2 separate regions of the Mus musculus genome follow, and region 1 is linked to region 2. The links are chromatin contacts, called in public Hi-C maps. All regions are on one chromosome and are shown on one strand. The core of a region is the stretch at or near the end of the contact, and the rest is flanking DNA. Distances in the headings are between cores, read along the strand shown. Region 1 holds the start of Cwc27 (CWC27 spliceosome-associated protein). Region 2 holds the start of Nsa2 (NSA2 ribosome biogenesis homolog).

Evidence for each region. Hi-C and Micro-C count contacts between places; a contact is called where the count stands out from the background.
Region 1: a Hi-C map of muscle stem cells shows a contact between it and region 2, with 7 times the contacts expected there. The contact joins the promoter of Cwc27 here to the promoter of Nsa2 in region 2. A contact is called at or near these places in 2 of 484 Hi-C or Micro-C datasets (CD4 T cells and muscle stem cells).

The regions. Positions count from the first base shown.
Region 1 is chr13:104,813,313-104,818,301 of GRCm38.p6, reverse strand. It overlaps Cwc27 (CWC27 spliceosome-associated protein), which reads left to right and starts at 1,349. Exons shown (of 14, transcript NM_026072.1): 1 at 1,349-1,615. The coding sequence starts at 1,574. Srek1ip1 (splicing regulatory glutamine/lysine-rich protein 1interacting protein 1) reads right to left here and starts at 1,132. Exons shown (of 5, transcript NM_026075.3): 1 at 936-1,132. The coding sequence starts at 948.
Region 2 is chr13:97,136,494-97,141,401 of GRCm38.p6, reverse strand. Nsa2 (NSA2 ribosome biogenesis homolog) reads left to right here and starts at 3,476. Exons shown (of 6, transcript NM_021552.5): 1 at 3,476-3,647. The coding sequence starts at 3,645. It overlaps Gfm2 (G elongation factor, mitochondrial 2), which reads right to left and starts at 3,465. Exons shown (of 21, transcript NM_177266.5): 1 at 3,343-3,465.

The DNA.
Region 1 (4,989 bases), core at 100-2,599, 7.7 Mb before region 2:
CAGCTCCTGGAGTGCTCCTCTGCAGAAGTTAGGAAGCAGCCCCACCCCGCAACAGTAATCTCTAGAATAAAGTTCAGAAAAGGCTGCCACGGAACAAAGACAGGGGTCAAACAGTAGCGGGAAGGGGCAGTGTTAAGCAAAGTTGGGGCTTCACAAATAGTTTGAGGGTCTTTCCTACAGTACTATGCACTGTGAATCTCCGAGATGCGAGGCGGGTATATCTCTTAAAAACACCTGCTTGATAATAGGGTTTTACAGAAACACATTCTGACAAAGTCGGCTTGGGGAAGTTCTTAGCGGCTCCCCAGTAAACTGGAGCAACAAAAACATCCCCGGAGCTCAGTTTGCCGTTTCTAGGTTAGAAACCTCTGAACACAAAAGTGGAACCTACAAAGAATCTTAGATCTAATTCGAGAAAGCACTGTCTTGAAACTGATAGGGAAACTGAGGCCCGGAAGGGCACAGCAGCGGGCCTGCAGCCACATAGAAATTACAGGCTGGAAGTGCTAGAACAAGCCTCAGGTGCTCTTCTTGGCGACTTTCAGTATAATGTGTATAGCCACCTGGATTCGGCAAAATGCTCACATTTCGAATTTTATTTTGAAATCGTGTGAAAGTTACAGTCTTCTGGGCAAGTTGTCCCCTTAGGCCTACAGTTCTCATTGTCACCAAGTCCCTTGTCCCTCTTACAATACACTTTCCCTCTAATCCTGTGCAGTTTGGGCTTGTCCAAGAATGACAGAGATGATCTTTCCCTATCTTTCTCACCCCGCTTTGAACTTGTAGTATAAGCTTTTTCATGTAAGCCGACCAAATCTAAATTTTTAGGCCTTCGCCTGATTCCCCAAGTGCTCGCTGCCACCCACCCCCGTGCTCTGGGCTTCCCTGCTCGTCTCATTCCTCTGGAGTGAGAGAGCCCTGCGGTTGACCTTCACCTGGGACTGCCATGATGCAAGGTGAGTGGGATCGTCGGAGTCCTGGGCTTTCGAGATCACGTTAGGTTCAGGTCCGTTGCGAGGACAGCGCATTCCCAAAGGGATCTCTCCCACCCGGCCACTACAACTTCACCGGGCAGGGGAAGGCCCGATGCACATCTAGGGTTGGCGGAACTAAGTGGCTGTGGATGCAGTTTCCAGGGGTGTCCTACCGCGGAGCACACGCGGTCGGAACCATTTCGGCCCGCTTCGGGAGGTGAGTGCTATCTGCAATCGCCTGACCTGGACGCAGCCCCGGGATTTACGGATTGGCCCTTTAGCTCGTATTATAAACCTCGCTACAAATTCTCTAAAGTTGTAGAGGTCCTATAGTCTTTTCTAGTTTCCTGAAGGACAGGGAAGTCCCCCCTCCCGGGGTTAGCGGTGCTCCGGTCCGGGAGCAACATGGCGGCGTCCATGATGGGCTAGTTTGGGGAGTAACTAGTGATTAGTACGGCTGTCTTGTCCGACTCTGACCGAGTGAAGTTTTCCCCCAAATACTCAGGTTAAAGAATTGTGTGCTAACAGGTGGGCCTCGCCGGAGACCCGCCATTCGCTTGCGGCCACACTAAGGAGCGGAGTCCTGAGCACTGAGCAAGATGAGTAACATCTACATCCAGGAGCCGCCCACTAATGGGAAGGTGAGAGCCTTACCTCCTGGACACGGTGACTGGGGGCGGGCAGGGAGGGGCAGCTATCGGGGATTTTAGAGGTGGAAAGACCAAAGGACTCTTCTCCACACCCTGCATATGGCCAGTGTTGCATTTATATTCTTTACGGTGACGTGTCTCAGCATATTTTTGAAAGAGTTCTTGGGCAACCTCCCTATTCGCTAGTCTTCTGACCCCTTAACTTCCTTGATCCAACTCACGTGAGCGCCTTCTAGTGTCTATTGTTTTTAAGACTTATCTCAAGATTGTACACTTTTGCTTGTTGTTTAACTTGGAGATCGTGCATTCTCTACAGTCATTATTGAAGGCCTCTTTGGCACCACGCACTCTACTAGGTGCTGATGATACAAAGGTTGGTATTCTACCTTTATATGTGTGTCTGTATTATAGACACACACACACACACACACACACACACACACACACACACGTATATATATACTAATTCCCTATCTCAGGATTACAGACGTGCATGAACACACCTGCCTTTGCTTGGGAGGTATTGAAGAAGAGATTATATTGCCATGACAGTGATGGAGGGAAAACAGGAAATGATGGGGAAAACATCTTGGAGGAGATATCTTTTGAGATAATTGTCAGTTAGAAGCAGGGGAGGAGTGAGGAATGTTATTTCATAGGAATGGGAGTAGATTCCCTGATAGATTTCATGCTGAGCTATATATTTCTAGAGGACAATATTAATTTTAATGAATAAATGCGTGTAGAGATGAAATAGACTGACCATTCCACAATGCAGAACCTTCACGCTTCATTTCTCTAGTTTGCTATTTTACCTGTTCAAATGTAACAAAGAAGCCTATCAAATAGCAGATCTCAGTGATGCCCTGGGTCTCAGCAATTACCCAGTATTTAACAGTATCTTACCTTGGTTTCTTTCCTATATAGAATGCAAACACTATAGAGTTGAAGATGAGCATCTAGAGCAGTGGTTCTCAACCTGTGGCTCATGACCCCTTGGGTTGAATAACCCATTTACAGGGGTCGAATATCAGATACCCCGCATATTAGATATTTATATTAGGATTCATAACAGCAAGATTACAGTTATAAAATAGCTGGAAATAGTTTTACGGTTGAGGGTAAATACAACATGAGGAACTGTATTACAGGGTCACAGGATTAGGAAGGTTGAGAACCACTGGCCTAGAACATTGCTTTACGTAGAGTTCGTACACTACGAAAGAATAGCTAGGCACATGACTTAATGCTGTTTCTTTAGCTTCTGAGAGGTATTAAGCATAGGTGAGGGTGGAGTTAAACTGTTATTCCTCATGGGCACATTTAGTTGTTTGACTCTAATGACTTCTTTTTTAAGAACTAAAACAGGGTTTCATATGAGTCCTTAGCTGTGCTGGAAACAGTTGTTTACTGTAGGAAATGATTTGATATATCCACAGAGTAAAAGCACTTCTGAACAGGAGCTCATTCATACAACAAGTATTTTTAAAACTTTGTGTGTGTGTGTGTGTGTGTGTGTGTGTGTGTATGTGTGTCTATGTCTGTTTGTGTCTGTGTCTTGTTCCATGCTGGTCCCACTGCACACATTCGAAGGTTCAGAGAATAACTTTAGTTGATGGCCCTTATCTTCTCTCAGCTTAATTAAAGGCAGCGTCTTTTTGTTGTGTGATGCTGCCTGTGCCAGCCTCGCTGGCTTGTGAGCTTCTGGAGAACCTCTTGTCTCCTTGGCTCACCATAGAGCACTGGGATTAAAGACACATGTTACAGAACTCACATTTTAAAAAAGAATGAAAGAAAAAAGAAATCACACAAAGTCCAGGTACTTGTCGGTAATTTTTTAATGTTATGATCTAAGTTTTAATTGTTAGTTACATGGTACCTAGATTAACTAAGCCTGCTTTCACAAATGTCATTTTAAAGATAGCAGTAATAATGTAGAAACTTGGCCAGGAGTAGTGGTGCTTATCTTAATCACAGCATCTGGCAGGCAGAGACAGGTAGATCTCTGAGTACAGGGCCACCCTGGTCTACAAAGCAAGTTCCAGGGCAGCCAGGATTATACAAAGAAACCCTGTTTTGAAAACAAACAAATGTAACAACTTGGTAGGTGTGGCCATACACTCCTTTAATACCAGTACTCCAAGGCAGAGGAAGATGGATCTCTGTGTGTTCAAGGTCAGGCTGGTCTACAAAGCCCCATTGAGACCCTGTTTCAAAAAAAACAAACAAACAAACAAACAAACAAAAATACCAACCAAAAAATCAAAAAACCAAACCAAAACAAACAACAACAACAACAACAAAAAACAATGTAAGAAAAAAAAAATGGTAGCATTGAAGCATAGAAAGCGTGAGAAATCTGTCAAGTCGAAGTTAGGAAGGTTGTTGGGAATACATGTTTCCATTTATTATTGGTAAAATGAGCTTTGTATTAAATATTTGTTCTGTCTTGAAATATTTGTCATTAAGATTATAAAGCCATTGTTTATGCTCTACTGAGGTTTTACAACCATTTTAAGCCTAAATATACAGAACTGGAAGACAGACCTCTCTAATTTCAATGAAAACATATTTGGTGAAAGAAATCTGATACAAAGGGGCACTTTTTTTTGTTTTGTTTTTTTCTGGTTTTTTCGAGACAGGGTTTCTTGTATCCCCTGGCTGTCTTGGAACTCACTCTGTAGACCAGGCTGGCCTTGAACTCAGAAATCCGCCTGCCTCTGTCTCCCAAGTCCTGGGGTTAAAGGCGTGCACCACAACACCTGGCTAAAGGGGCACATTTTGTATGATTCCATTCATATGAAATGTTCAGATGGCAATGTCCACACAGACAGAAAAGAAATTAGTAGTTGCCAAAGGTGAGGATAGCAGGAGTAGAGGGACTGAAATGGGTCAAGGCTTTATTATAGGGAAATGAGATGTTTTGGAAATAGTGGCAGTGGCTGCCAAATTCTAAAATCCAGGGAACTCTTTAACAGGGTGACATTGATATGTAGATTATATCTCAATAAGTATTATTTACATATAGATTATATCTCAATAAATATTGCTATGTTTTTATAAAATTAAAATCAGAACTACTTCTAAATATGGTCTTTGTAACTTCACAAAATTTTTTAAAAGGTTGCTAAGAAGAAAAGCCTAAGTCCCCCCTAATAGTAAAATGTGTTTTATTTCAAGCATATAAGGAAGGGACAGTGAAGTAGGTCAGCACTTATGGAAAGTCAAGAAATAGTGCTCAGTATCATTTCAGGTTCATTCCAGCTTCAGTTTCACCCACAAAAAGTAAACAAATAAAAACAATTAAATAAAAAAATGTAATAAAGGAAGAGAAATGAAGTCAGGATCTCACTATGTAGCCTTAC
Region 2 (4,908 bases), core at 2,227-4,726:
TTTAGGTCACCTGGACTACATACATAGACTCAGTTCAAAGAAAAACCAAACCAACCAAACAAAACTTCAAGATATAATTAAAGTACATTTATTGAAATTAAAAAAAAACTACACAGAAATATACTTAAGGTAAATATTTAGAATTAAGTATGATAGATATCTCACGAAACTTGGTAGTTTCTCATCAACAACAAAACTTATCTATTCTGATTTTTGAACAATAAATATGTGAAAATAAAATACATAAAAGCTATATGAAAGCAAGCTGCCTGCGCCTGTGAATACAGAAGCCTTTACTTTGCAAACACTTACTAAGCCTGAGGGGTAGCCTTTGCTTACGCTGTCAAGGGCCTGGGTTTGACCTCCGCACCACAGCAGGCCCTTAGACCCACATTTACCAAGTCTTCCCTGGACGTAAAGTACGAGGTCAAAGGTGTGAGAAAATGATCTGCCTAGGTCACGGGAGGCAATGCTAAATCAGTTATGCAGAATTTTCATACTACGTGATTGAGGCCACCAAGATGGCTTAAAAGGTAAAGGCTCTTGCGGCCAAGTTTGACAATCTCGACTTGATCCCTGGGACACACAGGGTGAAGACAACCAACTGTCATAAGTTGTCCTCTGACTTCTATGCACAAATGCATGTGTTTTCACACTGGTAGTCAAGCAAACAAATAAACAAATGAAATACACTTAGTCATGTTAATAGTTTAATACATTAAAAAAAGATGTGACACATAAGAACAGTCATAAAATGTACTCCTATGTAAGCAGAATTTAAGATGTTACTGTAATCAGCCTGCCATGGTGGCACACACCTTTAATCCCAGCACTTGGGAGGCACAGGCAGTCGGATTTCTGAGTTGGAAGCCAACCTGGCCTACAGAGTGAGTTCCAGAATAGTTAGGACTACACAGAAAAACCCTGTCTTGAGGAAAAACAATGTTGCTGAGACATAACATAGAAAAGGGGATCTGTCAGCACCCAGTGGAAACGGCCTTAAATTAGGTTCCTACTGTTGTACTAATTCTATCTTCCCTCCCTAAAAGATGATGTTTCTAGATTGTATCCCAAATGTATTGTCTACATACAATATTTATCATGTACTGATGTCTCCGAAATAACACACTTCATTTCGAATTTGTATCACATGTAACATTTCTGCAAAAGTATGATGTATGCCTTAGGTAAAATGTTCTTAACACAGCCTTTAACTACGACTTTTGCTTCTCCTCTTTATGCTCAATGGAAGATCTCAAGCTGCTAATCTTATTTTTATTACAAAGCTTATTTCAGGCACAAGGAATTGTAAAAGATTTAAAACTTTTTTATGCACATGTGTCCCTATGAATGTATACCGTGTGTGTGAGGGTGACTGTAGTGACAGCTGGGAAAAGAGAAGGAATCAAGCCAGGTAGTGCGAGACTTTAATCCCAGCACTTGGGAGGCAGAGGCAGGCGGATTTCTGAGTTTGAGGCAAGCCTGGTCTACAGAGTGAGTTCCAGGATAGCCAAGGCTACACAGAGAAACCCTGTCTCGAAAAACAAACAAACAAACAAACAAAAGAGAGAGAGAGAAGGAATCAGACTCAGCTAAAGGGATTTCTTAATCCGGAAGCTGATTAAATACGTGTGCTCTGAAAACCCATCGAGACAAACGCCTATAGTACATCTATTTCCTGTCTGGATGAGTCTTTAAATATATCTATGTTTTACTACTAGAAGATTGCTGCTGGACTCTCGGGTCTTCTGAAATCTTGGATACATCACTAGAAATCTCAGTTTCCGTCTTTCATCTATGACAGCACAGGTCTGAATGAGAATTAAACCCACATATTTAATAAAAAGTGTGTCTAAAATTGCTTTTGGAGTATTTGAACTAAAGCAGTGAACAACAACAACGACTGTGCTCACACAGACTCTAGCCAACTCAAGGGCTACTAGGGGGAGGGGCTGAAATATACAACATCCTACTGTCATCGATGTTGCAGAAAGGAAGGGAAATGGAGCAGTTATGGTGTCAAGGGAGGCTTCACTAAAACTGTGAAATTAAAACTAAAAAAAAAACTAAAGTAGGTAAGGGAGTCAATGTGGGAAGAGGGAGCATACTCTAGCTTGAGAAATTGCGTAATTTACTGCACCTGAAAATACACGAATGCTAATCAGCGCTAGCTCTGATTTAAACAAACAAACAAACAAAAACATTATACTATGGGGACTTAAATGATAGTTTGAAGCCCAGCGGTTGTGGTGCACATCTTTAATTTCAGCACTCTGGAGGCAGAGGCAGGCGGACCTTTGTTGAGTTTGAGGCCAGTCTTGTTTGCGAAGCAAGTTCCAGGACAGCCAGCTCTACACAGGGAAACACTATCTCGAAAACATCAAAAAAGGAAGGGATGTTTAAAAAAAAAAAAAAAAGCAACAGCTTGACTCCAAGTGCTAGGGCTTCTTGAGATGTACTTTTCAATTTTGGTAGTTCCAAATTGGAGCTAGTGAACTTCTGTGACTACAGTACAAGGATAAAACTGGGGACTGACGAGATGGCTCAGAGGTTAAGTTTGGCTGCCCTTCTAGAGGACCAGGTTCAATTCCCAGCAACCACTAGCCCCCCCAACCATCTTTTATGATTCAACACCCTGTTCTGGCCTCGGAGGGCACCAGGTACGCACTACACATTTAAAAAAAAAAATAATAAGGGCTGGTGAGATGGCTCAGTGGGTAAGAGCACCCGACTGCTCTTCCGAAGGTCAGGAGTTCAAATCCCAGCAACCACATGGTGGCTCACAACCATCCGATCACGATATCTGACTCCCTCTTCTGGAGTGTCTGAAGACAGCTACAGTGTACTTACATATAATAAATAAATAAATCTTAAAAAAAAAATAATAATAATAAGGTGGAAAAACCACACAGATTTCTAAAAGGTAAAAACTGCCCTTAATTACACAGGATTTCTCAAGAGCTTAGGGGGAAAGTCCTGGGCGTCCACAAAAACCAAGTACCTTTTGCTTTCCTGGCCTGGCCAGTAGTTTTATTTTCCATATAACATATCTCAACCAATTGTGCATCCGCTAGCAACAGGAGAGACAGAAACAGACTAACAAATCAGTCGCCCTCCATAATGGATGAAGCAACACGTCCGTGACCCGGCAGACGGGGCCCGGAGGCCGGGGAGTGCTCGTCTGGAACCCGCTGTCAGTAGCAGCTACGAGGTCAGCAGTGGCAGACCAGCAAGACCGCGGCACGCACAGGGCGCCTGGCTGGTTCTGCTAGTGTCCGCCGGGGAGTAAGAGAGGAACCGGCAACACGGTACCACATCCCACCACCTCAGACACCCTCATACCCGCAGAAGGAACCCGCGGATCTCCCAGCTTACAAAAGCTCCATAAGCACCTTCCGCCCTCTAAGCAGTTCCGGTGGCGTCTCAGCTAAAATTCTCCTGCTGTCAATTTCCGCCCATCTGCCTAGGAACGGAAAGACGTCACGGAACTGCTGTGCGGCGCTTGCGCTCCACTCGGCCTTCTTAAAGGACTACCCTTTCCCGTCCTGGGCTGAACGAGGCAGGCTCGTGGACCAGTGACATCCAGAAATTAAGAGTTTTTTGAGACCCGGGAGGTCGCGGACCGGTGCTCCGCGGCTGTCATCATGGTAAGGAGGCCTCCTCGGACGCGGGCGACGAAGGGCCTGGGGTTAGCGTGGTTGGGCTGTCGGGGAGAGAGGACCGTGGTAGGCGGAACTGAGATGCCTTGGCGTGAGATGCAGCTTCTGGACCCGGAACACAAATCTTGGGATGAGACAAGAGTTCACTATAAAAGTCCTGATCTTGCTACCGTGGCGTCAGTGCCAACCTAATGGAATGCAGTTGAGACTTGTGATAATAACTTTATAGTCGCATCACACCGTTTTAATGCTCAGTATACTATATTCTTTGCAAAAAGCCAAACAGCGAATGAGTTGCGGAACAAAACATTCTCTTTATATATGAATTACCAGACCTGCCATTCTCATTATACTGGATGTTTCTCTTCAAAGTGGAATGCCATAAACCTTCTTTGTAGTTGCTGCAAAGTTTATGTGATAGCAGTTGAAAACAACACCCATAAGGGTTTTGTTACCTAGTTTTAATCTCTGAGCTGGGTTTTGTGCCTGTTTGTTTATTAGGTTGGTTGGTTTTGAGGGTTCAAATCTAACTAGATGCTGACTACAGTTTCATTGTTAACAATGAAACAATTTAAAACACAAATGGGATCCCATATAGTACTGACAACATGCAAAATAATACACCAACTTTGGAAGATAACACAGCAGTAGACAGTTTCCAAGCAAAGGTCTGAATTCATCTATATTTATTACAACTTTATTCCTAATCACCAATGGAAAAAAATGAACAGTCCAGATATACATCATATGGTAAATGGATAAAGAAATGAGTTTATATCCACACACTGGGATATGGCCAAGTGCTATAAAGTACTTAAGAGCTGGTAGACATAAATGGATATATTCTAGTTAAAAAAAGCCAGATGCAAAAGGATGTGTGTCCTGTAGATTCTACTCACTGGGCAGAGTAAACCATACAAATATAAGGTTGAAGATGGGAAAAGAAGACCTTAGAGTAGCACAAAGGAACATTCTGGGGTGGAAAAATCAATATGCCATCTTGAATATAATGGATACAGAAATTTATGATTGGGCAGGAATTACAACTACACACCCACAACTAAAATTGGCAAATCTTGTTTTATGTAAATTGTGTTTTAGAAAAATAACATTCTTTTTTTTTTTTTTTTTTTTTGGTTTTTCGAGACAGGGTTTCTCTTTTAGCTCTGGCTGTCCTGGAACTCACTCTGTAGACCAGGCTGGCCTCGAACTCAGAAATCCGCCTGCCTCTGCCTCCCGAGTGCTGGGA